Regions from separate parts of the Mus musculus genome. Here region 1 is linked to region 2. Evidence: chromatin contacts called from public Hi-C data. All regions are on one chromosome and are shown on one strand. Each heading gives the region's core, a stretch centred on a gene start, on an enhancer-like site or on the middle of the called end of the contact. The rest is flanking DNA. Distances are from core to core; before and after follow the strand shown.

Region 1 (7,370 bases), core at 4,093-6,592, 82 kb after region 2:
GTAGTGTTGAACTGTTCTTTTTCTTAGTTCTTAATCCTTTGGTCAAACTGGCATGTGTGTGGCCATCACTGGTCTCTCAATACAATAGTACCTAGTTATTTAAAGTGATGATATATATATATATATAGTGAACTTAAAAATAATTGCTTGGAGCTGGATGAGATAGTGTATAGGAAGCAGAAACATGAGGATAGCTTCAAGTTAAAGATAAGCCACATCCCTTCTCAAGAGGAAAAACAAAACAACATCATCAGACACACACACCAAAAACAAGCAAAATTACCTTGATGTTTGTTGTTGTTGTTTGTTTTGTAGAGCCTACCTATTGGAGAAGATCACAAGTTCAGCCCCCTTTCCCCAACTTGGTCAGGTGATCAAAATATTCAGTCATCATGTTTAGTGACTGCCATCTTCTTTCCTTACTTTAAGTTAAAGCTCATAATGTTCTGTTAATACTATAATCATGTTAGATGCTGTAAAGGAAGAAGTAGGTTACAGGGTTGTGATTAGTGATAGCTGAAGGGGTTAATGCTATTCTGAACATCTCTAATAACTTCTAATAGTTTTATTATTAATTTTTTAATAAATAAAAGTTTTGAGGCATTTATTTTCCTTGTGGTAAACCATTAGAATAAACTGGATGGGGCTGGTGAGATGGCTCAGTGGGTAAGAGCACCCGACTGCTCTTCCAAAGGTCTGGAGTTCAAATCCCAGCAACCACATGGTGGCTCAAAACCATCCATAACGAGATCTGACTCCCTCTTCTGGAGTGTTTGAAGACAGCTACAGTGTACTTACATATAATAAATAAATAAATCTTTAAAAAAAAAAAAAGAAAATATATTAAACTGGATGGGTATAAGTTTAACAGATTCCAAGTACAATGTAGCTGTCTTCAGACACTCCAGAAGAGGGAGTCAGATCTTGTTACGGATGGTTGTGGGCCACCATGTGGTTGCTGGGATTTGAACTCCGGACCTTTGGAAGAGCAGTCAGGTGCTCTTACCCACTGAGCCATCTCACCAGCCCATAAAATTATATTTTAGGTGGATTCTCTGGTCTCTCTCTCTCTTTTTTTTTTTTAAGTTGAGCTTGCTTGTTTGTTTGTTTGTTTATTTATTTATTTATTGTTTTTTTTTGAGACAGGGTTTCTCTGTATAGTCCTGGCTGTCCTGGAACTCACTTTGTAGACCAGGCTGGCCTCAGAAATCAGAAATTCGCCTGCCTCTGCCTCCCAAGTGCTGGGATTAAAGGTGTGCGCCAGCACGCCCGGCAAGTTTATTTTTTAAGATAGGGTTTTTCTGTGTAGCTCTAGTTGGTTGTTTTGGAACTGTGTGTGTACTGGGCTGGCCTCAACTCAGATGTGCCTGCCACTGCATCTGGAGTTTTGGATTAAAGATAATCTACTAGTATGCTTGGCTTGAGGTTTTTATTTTTTTTTTTATTTTTATTTTTTTTTTATTTATTTTGGGCTTTTTTGGGTCAGGGTTTCTCTACCCAGCCTTGACTGTCTTGGAACTCTCTATGTAGACCAGGCTGGCTTCAAACTCTCATCTGTCTGCCTCTGCTTCCCAAGTGCTGGAATCAAATGTATATACCATCATACCCAGCCTAATTTTAATTTCAATTTTATTGGCAACTATGTGTGTGATAGGAATGCATGTGTGTACATGAGTACGCATGTATGTAAGTTTCTGTGTTTATGCATGTGAAGGTCAGATTGCTCTTTACATTATTTACTAAGTCAGGGTATTGCTGCTTTCAGAACTTGCCAGTTCTAGCTAGCTAGTATTCCCTGGGGAATCCCGTGTCTTAATGTAATACTGACCATTAGGCTCACCTGGTTCTTGCTTTATTTGGGAACCTGAACTTTCAACTTTATGGGGCTAGCATTTTGACCAGTGTCATCTCCTTGTCTTTTTTATTTTTTATACAGTAGCTCCATAGTTACATATTTTGCCTCCTGAAACACCTTTAAAGAGGTTTAGACTTCAACATATGCCTGCAAAAAACTGTATTAAGCACAGTTTTGTTAGAATGAAAATAAACTTGTAAAGATGACTATTTTATTTTATTTTTTATTTATTATTATAAATATGTACTCTTTGCTGTCTTCAGACACACCAGAAGAGGGTGTCAGATCTCATTACAGATGTTTGTGAGCCACTATGTGGTTGCTGGGAATTGAACTCATGACTTCTGGAAGAGCAGTCGGCACTCTTAACCGCTGAGCCATCTCTCCAGCCCCTATCACAGACTTTTGACTTGGGAGAAATATATTTACTCATCATGGATGGATGACTTATTGAGAACAGGGTCTTGCTATGTAGTCCAAGCTGGCCTCAAACTCCTGATCTTGCTTCAGCCTCACAAATGTTGGGATTACAAATGTGTTCTACTAGACCTGGCTGTTTGTTTGAGGCCTGTGGGTTTCTGTAGCCCAGCCTGGTCTGGAATTCACTGTAATAAAAAGCTGCCCTCAAACACACAACACTTTCTGTCTCAGCCTCTCTGGTGCTGATTATAAGCGTGAGCCACAATGCTTGGCTTCTTTCAGTCTTTAATACATGACTTTATATTACTAGAATAAGAATCTATGCTGAGTGGTTTATGAATAAGATTCAGTATTATGTATTATTGTAACACCTCAAGAGGCTTAGGGCTTTAACAAGGCCTGTTTATTAGATTTGTCAGTTTTGATTTATTGCTCCAATATAAATGATTATATGTTTTACACATCAATCAATTTTGTATATAATCTAGGCTATCTGAATACTTTCATTTATGGTAAAATGCTATATACAAGCAGTTTCAGCTGTTGTCAAATGATGTGGAAGTAGGACTTTGTTCCTTATTGGGCTCTTTTGCAGCAAAGGTAACTCTGCCTCCCACATATGCTGTATTAGTCACTGTTGTATGGTGTGAAGATACATCATGACCAAGGCAATTCTTAAAAAAAAACAAGCATTTCATTGGAGCTGACTTACAGTTTCAGATGTCTATTCCATTATTATGGCAGGGAGCATGGCAGCTGGCAAGCATGGTGCTAGAGAAGTAGTTTAATACATACCAAACAGCACCCCCCCAAGACATTTTTAAGGCATTATTACCAAAAGCATGTAGAAATTCATTATAATTCTCATCAAAATCCCAATGACACTCTTCACTAAACTACTTTAAAAACTGTAAAACTCATAGAGTAATACAAAAGGCCTCAACTAGTCAGAGGAGCACTGGAGGTGTCACAGTACTTGATTTGAGATTACTATGGAGCAGTAGGAGCAAACAGCACAGTACTGACACAACAGGTACACAGTGATCCACAGTGATCCACAGTGATCCACAGTGATCCACAGTGACACACAGTGATCCACAGTGATCCACAGTGATCCACAGTGACACACAGTGACCCACAGTGATCCACAGTGATCCACAGTGACACACAGTGACACACAGTGACACACAGTGATCCACAGTGACACACAGTGACACACAGTGACACACAGTGATCCACACAGTGCAACAGAGCAGGAGCCTCAGGAGCTACAGACACCTGAGGGTTTTTACCAAGGTGCCAAAGTTTTACACTAGAAAAAAAGCCCGTCAAGATTCCAAAGGACTAAGGGGTGCAGTAAGAAGAGGTGATTCTGTGTTAGGTACCTATCTGTGATACCCATGTGTTTAAAACCTGCCTCTTCCTGAGTTTTGGGATTAAAGTGTGAGATTTGATTCGTTTTTTGTTTTGTTCATGTGTAAGTTGTTGGCATTACATTTTAGTTTAGTACTGTTTGCCATTGTAGGTTTTATTTTATGATTGTTATTACCTCCAGATCCAGTGTTCTCAGAATTTTGTTTTTTGTTTTTTGTTTTTTAAGCCACTGCCATTTAAGTGTATCAAGTGCTTGTCAGTTACGTGGGCGTGTATGTGTGTGCTTCCGTCTGTTCGTCTGTCCCTCTCTGCTTTCCCACCTTAATTTTCCCTAGTAATCTGATTAGAATATTTTTTTGTTAGATTGGGTAATCAAATGGATAATCAAAAAGACTGTGCTTCAGCCTGGTGTGCTGATGGTGCCTTCTGAACAAACAACTGTGTTACTGATGTAGGTTGACTGTGAATACACCTGTGTGCAATCTTTGTTGTTTTGGGTCTTGAATTTATAGACTGCCCCTTCCAGGGAAGCTGTGAGTAAGAGCCATAGCTCTAGCTCTTGGTACTTTTTTTTGAAGACCATGTCCCTTTATATACTGCAGCTCAGGTTGTCCTGAAACGCGACCTTCTGCCCTCCAAGTGCTGAGATTACAAAAGTGTGTGTGTGTAACTTGTATATAAGTGTTTCTAAATACTTTTCTTCCTAAATATTTAAAATATCTTCTTGGTGCTGGTTTTAAGTAGGAGTGTTGGGAAATATAAATTACTGAGAGTTCATTGGTAATATACATAGAAACTCACAGTTATATACAATGTTTTCTTGTGGCCTTCCTAAACCCAGTGACTCTCAGAGTTCTTGTGAATGGCTTTCTTGGAATTATATATATATTCTAGATAAAGATATGGGAGTATCTAACATCTTAGAGAGTTTTACATCTTCTTTTTCAACAATGTCCTCCCCCCCCCCCCCAATCCCCTTAGGGACCTCAGGTGTATGTTTGCTGTAGGTTAAAGAAGTTTAGTTTGCTGGAGATGAATGTTATAAACTGAAAGGTTTTGGGTTGTATGTTGTTGGACTCTTGTGGTTGTGTCTTGTCTTCTTGATGGCTTTTGTCGTTATTTTCTTGTATATGTGGCCTTAGTTCCATGGGGCTTAATAATTTTTTTTGTCTTGAGATTTTTGGTGTTAGTTATTTAAAAATTAAAAATGAAGGTGTCAGGGAGATGGCTGAGTGGGTAGAGTGCTTCCTATGCAAGCATGAATGGAGGTGCTGTCTAACCCCACACTGGTAGGGTGGAGACAGGCTGATGACCCAGTAGAATCTACCCTTCTATTGTTCTTACTTGTACGTCATTTATAATTTGATAGCTGTCTCAAGTTGGTAGACCATTTTACCATGTGTGTTTGTGTGGTATGTGCACATATGTGTGCCAATCATGTGTGCAGAGGCTGTAGGAGAGGACATTAGATGTCCTGTTCTATTTATTTTTTGAAAGGTGGTCTCTCACTGAACCTGGAGCTGGGAGCCAGTGAGCTCCAGTGGACCACCCCACTATTCTACCCCTTGTTGCTAAAGTTACACAAGTGTGCCACTACAACCAGCATGTTTATGTGCTTTCTGGGGATAGGAGCGCAGCTCCTCATACCTGTGCTGTACACGTTGTTAGCCCTTCCCAGCTGAGCCAGCTCCCCAGCTCCACTTTCACTTTCCTAATCTGTTGCTGTACGAGGATACCTATGGTTTATAATAGAACAGTTCTTTTGAGTTCTGGCGTACAGTATTACTTCCATTTTTCTTTATTGTAATAAGTTTAAACATAATGGCCCACGTCTGTGGTTTAGAGGGAAGTTGTTAACGTGAAAAAAAAGTCTATTGAGCCAGGCATGGTGGTGCACAAGTTTCTCCCACCAATCCCGATCTTGTTCTTTTGAGTCAGGGTCTCTGTATAGTCCTTAGCTGCCCTGGAATTCACTATGTAGAGACCATGCTGTCCTTGAACTTATATAGAGATTCACCTTCCTCTGACTCTATAGCGTGCTGGGATTAAAGATGTGCACCACTGTGTCAGGCTCAGATACCCCTCATTTTATTCTGTTCTTATGTTTTAGTCCTTGTGGGAGATTTGAATTGAATAAAACTCCCTTTTCTTTTAATGAATGAGCCCTTACTCCATTGTAGTTTACATTTTGATCTTATGGCTCATATATATAATTACAGGTTGGAATTAGATTTGTACCAATTCTGTTCAATAAGTTGTCTATTCTTCTCTTGTATTAGTTTGGGGCCTCAGGGGTTTTAAGCCTACACTTTACCACCACACTTACTTCCTGGTAGCTTTTGGAGAGAAGACCATAAGGAGGTTGGTGTTAACATTTTGTGGGCAAGACCGAAATCCAGGAAGACTGTGATTTGAGATAACGGAATGGAGACTATGTTACAGAAATGAAGTAAGATGTTGACGATTTCTCCAGTTATCTCTGTATACCCTTCCTTCCAGTCTAGTGAGTCTAACAAATTTCAGTTTAAGAGATTAATGTCTGAACTCCATTATATGAAACAGTATATTAGTTTTGCTAAAATCTGTGCTTTCCTCCTCCTCCCCTTAGGACATTTGCTTCAAGATCCTATTGCACCCACCAACTCCACCTGCCAACACTATGTCTGCAAAACTTGTAAAGGCAAGAAAATGATGATGAAACCTTCATGTAGCTGGTGCAAAGACTATGAGCAGTTTGAGGAGAACAAGCAGTTAAGCATCCTAGTGAATTGCTACAAGAAACTGTGTGAATATATAACCCAGACGACACTGGCACGGGATATAATAGAAGCAGTTGACTGTTCTTCTGATATTTTGGCTTTGCTTAATGACGGATCATTGTTTTGTGAGGAGACCGAGAAACCTTCAGATTCATCCTTCACTCTGTGTTTGACACATTCCCCTTTACCTTCAACTTCAGAACCCACAGCTGATCCTCAAGCTAGCTTATCTCCAATGTCTGAGAGTACCCTCAGCATTGCCATTGGCAGTTCTGTTATCAATGGTTTGCCTACTTACAATGGGCTTTCAATAGATAGATTTGGTATAAATATCCCTTCACCTGAACATCCAAATACAATTGACGTGTGTAATACTGTTGATATAAAAACTGAGGATCTGTCTGACAACCTGCCACCTGTCTGTGACACGGTAGCCACTGACTTGTGCTCCACAGGTATTGATATCTGTAGTTTCAGTGAAGATATAAAACCCGGTGACTCTCTTTTGCTGAGTGTTGAGGAAGTACTCCGCAGCTTAGAAACTGTTTCAAATACAGAAGTTTGCTGTCCTAATTTGCAGCCAAACTTGGAAGCCACTGTATCCAATGGACCTTTTTTGCAGCTTTCTTCCCAGTCTCTTAGCCATAATGTTTTCATGTCCACCAGCCCTGCACTTCATGGGTTATCATGTACAGCAGCAACTCCCAAGGTAGCAAAGTTGAATCGAAAACGATCCAGATCTGAAAGTGACAGTGAGAAAGTTCAGCCACTTCCAATTTCTACCATTATCCGAGGCCCAACACTGGGGGCATCTGCTCCTGTGACTGTGAAGCGGGAAAGCAAAATCTCTCTTCAACCTATAGCAACTGTTCCCAATGGAGGCACGACACCCAAGATCAGCAAGACTGTACTTTTATCTACTAAAAGCATGAAAAAGAGTCATGAACATGGATCCAAGAAAT
Region 2 (7,653 bases), core at 1,829-4,328:
CCGTAATGAGATCTGATGCCCTCTTCTGGTGCGTCTGAAGACAGCTACAGTGTACTTACATATAATAAATAAATAAATAAATCTTTAAAAAAATAAAATAAAATAAAAAATAAAAAATTAGACAAGCATAGTAGAGCATGCTTATACTCCCAGAATTTTGAAAGCTGAGGCAGAAGATTAGGAGTTTGAAGCCAATGGAGGCAACTTAACAAGGCCCTGGTCTCCCGACATCCCAAAAGAAGAAGAAGAAGAAGAAGAAGAAGAAGAAGAAGAAGAAGAAGAAGAGGAAGAGGAAGAGGAAGAGGAAGAGGAAGAGGAAGAGGAAGAGGAAGAGGAAGAGGAAGAAGAAGAAGAAGAAGAAGAAGAAAGAACGAACATAGAGGAAATTTAAAAGTACACTAAAAGTATTTAACATAAGAGCTATGGGCTTGGGGTAGGGTTCTCTTGTTGGTATAAAATCAGTTTGTTTGTTTGTTTGTTTGTTTGTTTGTTTTTTTAAATGGAATCTCACACTACGTTGCCCAGGCTAGTCTCAAACTCATGTACTCAAGTGATTTCCTGACTAGCTAAAAATGATGGAACACCCCCACCCCTACCCCCACCCCCCAAGCACTCAGGCTAACAGGATATAGCCATGAGACATCACAGAAGACAGATGGGACAGCTTTAGGAAACCAGGAAATAACTTCAGCCACAGGACTGTCGGAAGCACCTTTCGGGAAGTCTAGTCGAACCCTTTCGGGATGGAGACAGAAGAAACTGCTGAATTTCATGTGACCCGCTGCTATCTTTCCCCAGCCGTGACAAGCACACCTACAGTGGCTATCTGGCACCAAAGAGGGGCAACAAAGGCCACATCCTCGGTAGGGTCATGCTTTTTATTCTGAGGCGCTGAGGATCCATACTGGGCAACCACTGTGCCTCATCTCCAGCCCGGATGTGTATCGTCATCATTAACTGTGGCTTCTGAAGGGTCAGCTTCATTCAGTTCTGATGGGTTGTTTCCTTATTATAAGGGAAAAGGATACTTGCCCAACCCTTGCTCTAAGCTTCTGAGAACATCTTGTTTGGTTTGTTTGTTTGCTTGATTGCTTGATTGCTTGTTTTGAGACAGGATTTTTCTATGCAAAAGTTCTGGTAATCCTGGAACTCAATTTGTAGACCAGACTAGCCTTGAATGTAGAGATCCGACTGCCTCGGCCTCCTGAGGGCTGGGATTAAAGGTGTGCAGCCCCACACTCTGCCTGTCTAAGAACATCTTTTTCAAATCGTTGATTGAACACTGTGATGGTTAGTATTATCAAACACAATCTTGTAGGAGTCGAACTCTGGGCCTGGCTGGGTTGAGCTGGGAACCCACCGTAAATACAAGCACCATCCCATAGCCCAGCATCCAGGGCTGCAGCATCCTGGGCTGCACTGAATGACACAACAGAAGGGAGCCATGGAGGAGCGTTCTCATTTCTGTTTCCTGACTGCAGGTAGCACGTGGCCAGCCAGCCCCTCCTCCTCATTATGGACCACACCCCCAAACTTCGAACCAGAATAAACTCTTTCTAAAGGCACATCTGTCACAATCCTGAGAAAAATAACACCACAACCACAGAAACAACTAAAATTTAAGAGTTCATATTCAACACAAATCTTAAAAAAACAGCTTAGAAAAAGTCACAGTTGGATCCCACAGTCAATAAACAAAGCGGACTGAAGGAGCTCAGTTTGTAAGTTACCAGGAAACCAGGCATGGCGGTGCAGGCCTACCACCCAGCTCATAGGAGGCAGAAAGTTCAAAGCCATCTTCAGCTACACAGTGAGATGGAGGCAAGCCTGGGCTACACGAGACCCTGACTCAATGGAGAAAAACAAGAACACCTTACCAGATAGAATACTACAAATTTCCACTATTCATCAACAAATTATGGATCATAAGACACGCAAATGGGTACAGCCATTCACGGGAAAAACATAATTTGAGGGATAAGAAACCTGAGGAAGCCCTGTGAGTTTACAGGAGATTCCACTGGGCTCCTCCCAGGGACCTAGCAACAGCTTATGTTATCACCTACCACCACCATGTGTGCCAGGTGTGTGTGTGTGTGTGTGTGTGTGTGTGTGTGTGTGTATCTATGTGTCCCACCCCCATATTCTCTCTCTCCCTCTTCTCTCCTCTGTACCACCCCCTTCTCTGCCCACATGGCTCTACCCCATCTGTCTGCCTGTCTACATGGCCACTCATCTGCTTCTACCCCTCCTCCAGGTCCTCACTCCTCTCCCTTCCCCAGTCAGCCCCCTTATACCAGATGTGTTGCAGGGTGTGATTTCTCAGGGGCACACTTTGGCATGGGCTTACCAGACACCCCCTCCCCACATTATATTTCACAACACACACACACACACGTTGAAACTATTAGTCACAGATGCGACAGCAGCTCTCCTAAATATGTTTGATGGATGGAATAAAATAATAATAAACGTGGAAAAAGAACTTCAGGAAATCAGGAAAAACACTGAACAAAATAGGAATAACATGAAATCATAGAAAACAAACAAGCAGAAACTGTGGATGATAAATGACATGAAATCATTATTCATCAAATTACTGGTAGAAGGTTCGCTGGCAGATTTAATCGCAGGAAACAATGGGTCAGGGAACCTGGAGATAAAACCCTGGAAGTTACCATGTTGAGGAAAGAAAAACATGAACAAAGCCTGAGGGACCTGTGGGAAGCCATCAGGGACCAAGTGCGTACCACAGGAACCCAGGAAGCTATCAGGGACCAATGTGCATACCACAGGAACCCAGGAGACACAGAAACGGCCCAGTCAAATACCAGAAGAAATATAACCCCCGACTTCCCAGATTTGATGAAAGACTTGTACAAACGTTCACATTTAAAAAGCTCAACAAACTCTAAAGAAGGATGGGCTCAATGACATCACACTGTGACACGTTATAGTCAAACTATGAACCTCCAGCCCAGGAAGGAACCGGGAAGCAGCAGGGCAGAACGGCTCCCCTCTGACAAAGGGATCCCAGGAAGATAAACGGTTAAGCCCAGGGGGCAGCAGGACATAGTTCAAGTACTTGATGAAAAACCTGTCAGCCAAGAATTCAACATCCAACAAAGCCAAACTTCAAGGAAGGAAGAGTAAGCCATTTCCAGATAACAGAGGCTGAAGGAAGTCGCTGGCAGCTGAGACATCATACAAGAAACACAAAAGCTTCGCTCTGAAATAAAACGACACTAGACTGCTACAGGAAGCCGTGGGAAAAGAGTCACTAGTAAATCCAACTGTCTAGGTAAAGCTTGTGACAAAGCACATTCCTGCGATTGTTCGTACATATGGCTTTTAAATCTGTCAACAGAGACATCGCGAGTAAAGAGTGATCTTCAATGATGAAGACACACAAAAGCACCAAGTCCACACACTGTTCATGCTAACTTCCTTTCAACCAGTTAAGATCTTGGTTGTAATTCCCCAGATGACCACTAAGAAAAAGACACTTTAAAATACAGCGAAGGAGGCTTGAAGAGATGACACCTCGGTGGTTAAGAGCACCAGTTGCTCCTCCAGAGGACCCAAGTTGAATTCCCAGCACCCATGTGACAGTTTGCAACCTTTGTAACTCTAGACCCAAGATATCCAAGATCCTCTTCTGACCTCTACAGGCATCAGGCACGTAGTTGGTATATAGACACACATGCGGGCAAAACACCAACGTGTGTAAAATAAAAATAAAGGTTACAATTGGGGGGGAGTTGTTTGTTTGTTTTTGTTTTTTTCGAGACAGGGTTTCTCTGTACAGCCCTGGCTGTCCTGGAACTCACTTTGTAGACCAGGCTGGCCTCCAACTCAGAAATCCGCCTGCCTCTGCCTCCTAAGTGCTGGGATTAAAGGCGTGCACCACCACTGCCTGGCTAAGGTTACGATTTTTGAAAAATAAAAATATGGCGAAAATTGAAGTGAACTAAAATGGTTCAACTCAACTACATACAAAAGGGGGTGGAGCTGTGGCTGGGCATGGTGGGTGGGCGTGGTGGGCGGGGCTACTGCTGGGCATGGTGGGTGGGCGTGGTGAGCGGAGCTATATCTGGGCATGGTGGGTGGGCGTGGTGAGCGGAGCTATGGCTGGGTATGTGGGTGGACGTGGCGGGCAGAGTTATGGCTGGGTATGGTGGGTGGGTGTGGTGAGCGGAGCAATGGCAGGGTTTGGCAGGCTGCTTTGCTTGGCCATGGCAGCACATGCCTGTAAGCTCAACAGACACAGGAGGATCTATAGCCAGACAGTGTTAACTACACAGAAAGTTTTTTTCATTAAAAAAGGAGGAAACTGGGGGTAGGGGAGTCCAGAAAGCTGTCTCAGGGGATAAACGTGTGCTTGTGGCCAATGCTGATGCTCAGCTTTCATTCCAGTCTACCTTTAGTGGAAGGTGAGAATTAATTCTCACAAGTTGTTGTCTGACCTTCATGCATGTATTACAGCACATGTATGGCCACACACACATACAAATATAAAAACTAAAAATAAAAAGCCATAAAAGGGGGCTGGCTCTGTGGTTAGGGCGCCTGCTGCTCTTCCAGGGAACCTAAGTGCAATTCCAGCACCCAGTTCATGCAGTTCACAGCTGCCTACTAACTCCAGCTTAGGGAGAACCGGTGCCCTCCTCTCGCCTCCAGCAGGCCAGTACACGTATGGCATGTACATGTATGTGCGCACGCACACACAGGCACATGCAAGCGCACATAAAATTTAAAACTTTTTGAGAGTTATAACAGAAGAATCCAGGCACCAAAAATCCATCTAAGAGACTAACAGACTGATCTTTTAAAAGATAATGTACATGTTCTCTATAGTTTTACTTTTGACAAAAGGACACACAAAAAAGTTGAGAATATGAGATTTAAAAAAAAAAAATTCCATGAGAGGAAAATATAGAGCCATGGTGGCAATGTTATCAGACAAAGTAACTTTAAAAAGTTATAAAATAGAAAGCTATCATGTATGGGCCAGGCACAGTGGTACATGTCTTTAATCCCAGCACTTGGGAGGCAGGGGTAGGCTAAGCTAACCTGGTCTACATAGTAAGTTCCAGAATAGCCAGGGCTACACAGAGAGAACCTCAAAAAACAAACAAACAAAGCTATCATGTATTAGGACCCAATACACATAGAAAATATAACAATTATAAAAATGTATACTAAAGGGCCAGAAAGGTGGCTCGTCAGGTAGAGGCCTTGCCTCTGAGCATGAAGGCCTGGGACTCACATGGAAGGAGAGTCCTGACCACTGAAAGTTGTCCTAGTCCGCAACACGCTCCGTGGCATGCACCCAAGCAAGGGCAACACAACACAAAAATAAATATAATTTTTAAAAAATCTATATAATTAAAAAATCAAGGAAAAATTTAAAATGTCCACCACTAACAGAGTCCTCAGATGGATAAATCAGCAAGAGCTTTAAAACATGAGAACCAAACCCTGACAGACGTGGAGGGGGTGTAATCGGGTGAGTGACGATAATCGGAGACACCTCTTCTAATAACGGACAGCAGGTTGCTACGTAAGTAGTAAACTGACCACAATAAAACAATACATAACACACTTTACAAGTCCATCGAACAGTCTCAAGCTGTTCTCAAGACATAGTCTCAAGCTGGGCATGGTGGCTCACACCTGAAAGCCCAGCACTTGGGAGACTGAGGTGGGAAGCTAAGTTCAAGACCTGTCTTAGCTGACTCTGGGACGGGTGAAAGCCCTTGGATAGCAGGTTCAAGGCCCCAGGTAAGGATTCTACCACTACAGAAATGTACGCTGTTTGACACACTGAACGGCATGTCACAATGGATGGATTTTTCAGTTTTTCAGTTAAATTTAAATAAAGATGCTTGGTTTTTGTAATGTCAAGGTCAGGGTAGGTACAGTGGCACAAGTCTTTAATTCTAGAATGTGGAAGGCAGAGACAGGGAGTTCTCTGTTGAGTTCCAAGACTAGCCTAGACCATGCAAGTTCTGGGTCAACACGGAGCTATATTGTGAGACCCAGTTCAAAAGAAGTTTTTAAAAATTTAAACTGCTGGGTGTGGTGGCGCACGCCTTTAATCCCAGCACTCGGGAGGCAGAGGCAGGCGGATTTCTGAGTTCGAGGCCAGCCTGGTACACAGAGTGAGTTCCAGGACAGCCAGGGCTATATAGAGAAACCCTGTCTCGAAAAACCAAATAAATAAATAAATAAATAAATAAATAAATAAATAAATAAAATTTAAACTAAGATCATGAAAAACAAAGACTACAGAACTGCCCCAAATTAAAGAAAGAAAATAAAGAGGTATGACAATTGGGTTCATTCCAGGTCAGAAACAAAAGTTAAGGAAAGAGGGAGAGGAAAAGGGGGAGAGGGAGAGGAGGGGAGGAGAGAGGTAGGAGAGGGGTTAAGAGGGGAGGGATAGAAGAGAGAGGAGAGGGGGAGAGAAAGAGAGGAGGAGGAAGAGGAGGGGAGGAAAGGAGAGAAGACAAAGGGAGAAAGGGGGACAGGGGAGGAAAAGAGAAGGAAAGGAAGCCATTAAGGGCTTATTAAGGCCACTAGATAAAGACTATGAATATTAATAACAGATTGATGTCATGTCTCCTTTTATATTTATATTCTGGTTAATGTTCCCGGGAAATACACAGTGAAGGACTTAAGAGCTAAAGGAAGCAAAATATCATCAGTTTGCCCCCAAAGGTTTCTAAAGTAACATGCAAATATGTATTGCTAGAGAGAATGGTACATTGAATGGGGGCAGCACATCTGGTTAAAGGGCACAGGACAGGGCTGGAGAGATGGCAGTCAGATGGCTGACTGCTCTTCCAAAGGTCCTGAGTTCAAATCCCAGCAACCACATGGTGGCTCACAACCATCTGTAATGGGATCCGATGCCCTCATCTGCTGTGTCTGAAGACAGCTACAGTATGCTCATACACATAAAACAAAACAAATCTTTAAAGGGCACAGGACAGATTTTGGAACGTGTTTCCCATGAGGTCTGAAACTACATCACAATTAAAAGTTACGAGAAAGTAACAACACAACAGCAATGAATGGCACAGTCCTGTGACAAGCAGGTGTTGCAAACAATTCCGTCAACACCACAGATCTCAAAGTTGCTAAGGCCCAGTTCCTGGAAACAGCAGCAACTGGAGCCCCACAGCTTAAACATCTACCAGATGATATCCCAAAGCCCAGCCATACTCTAAAATGTAGCCACTTCTCTGGGGGCCTCTTTTTTTCCCCTATGCAACACAGACATGATTTCCAAACCATGAGCCTCGAAGACCTTCCAGACCTCCCTGTACTGGACAAACAACCACAGAACTAATGTTTCCTATGGTGGGTTGGTTAGCTTCAGAACTAGGCGAGAAGGACTCAAAGGCATGTTCAGAACATACAAAAGCTGGGTGGCATTTCAAGTAATGTGCATATACTTACAACTTACCGAGGGTCTCACATATACACACATACAACGGATCATGAAGGGTGGTGACCAGGGACAAGATATTTGTCATTCTGAAGGGGTGGGATGGATAGCCCTGGGCTGACTAGAAACTGCCTGTCTCCCCTCTCTCTCACCTATCAGACCCCCATCCCCGTCTCCCTCATCAGACATTCCCTATG

What was found. A called contact is a pair of places that touch in the nucleus more often than the background predicts.
Region 1: a contact with region 2 is called in a Hi-C map of uterus, with 4 times the contacts expected there. The contact joins two enhancer-like sites. A contact is called at or near these places in 11 of 484 Hi-C or Micro-C datasets (CD4 T cells, the G1E-ER4 cell line, Sertoli cells and 6 more) and 1 of 115 datasets of contacts at active chromatin or transcription factors (embryonic stem cells).

Annotation. Positions count from the first base shown.
Region 1 is chr9:101,094,314-101,101,683 of GRCm38.p6, forward strand. It overlaps Msl2 (MSL complex subunit 2), which reads left to right. Exons shown (of 2, transcript NM_001100451.2): 2 at 6,258-7,370. Among named protein-coding and RNA genes, the nearest start is that of Msl2, 23 kb to the left of the region's middle. Within about 2 kb of position 5,343, at least 42 of the 459 cell types and tissues checked have an H3K27ac peak or open chromatin away from gene starts, as enhancers often do. A contact at or near this core is called in uterus, where this site is marked.
Region 2 is chr9:101,014,828-101,022,480 of GRCm38.p6, forward strand. All of the region lies in intron 5 of Pccb (propionyl Coenzyme A carboxylase, beta polypeptide), which reads right to left. Among named protein-coding and RNA genes, the nearest start is that of Pccb, 16 kb to the right of the region's middle. Within about 2 kb of position 3,079, at least 14 of the 459 cell types and tissues checked have an H3K27ac peak or open chromatin away from gene starts, as enhancers often do. A contact at or near this core is called in uterus, where this site is marked.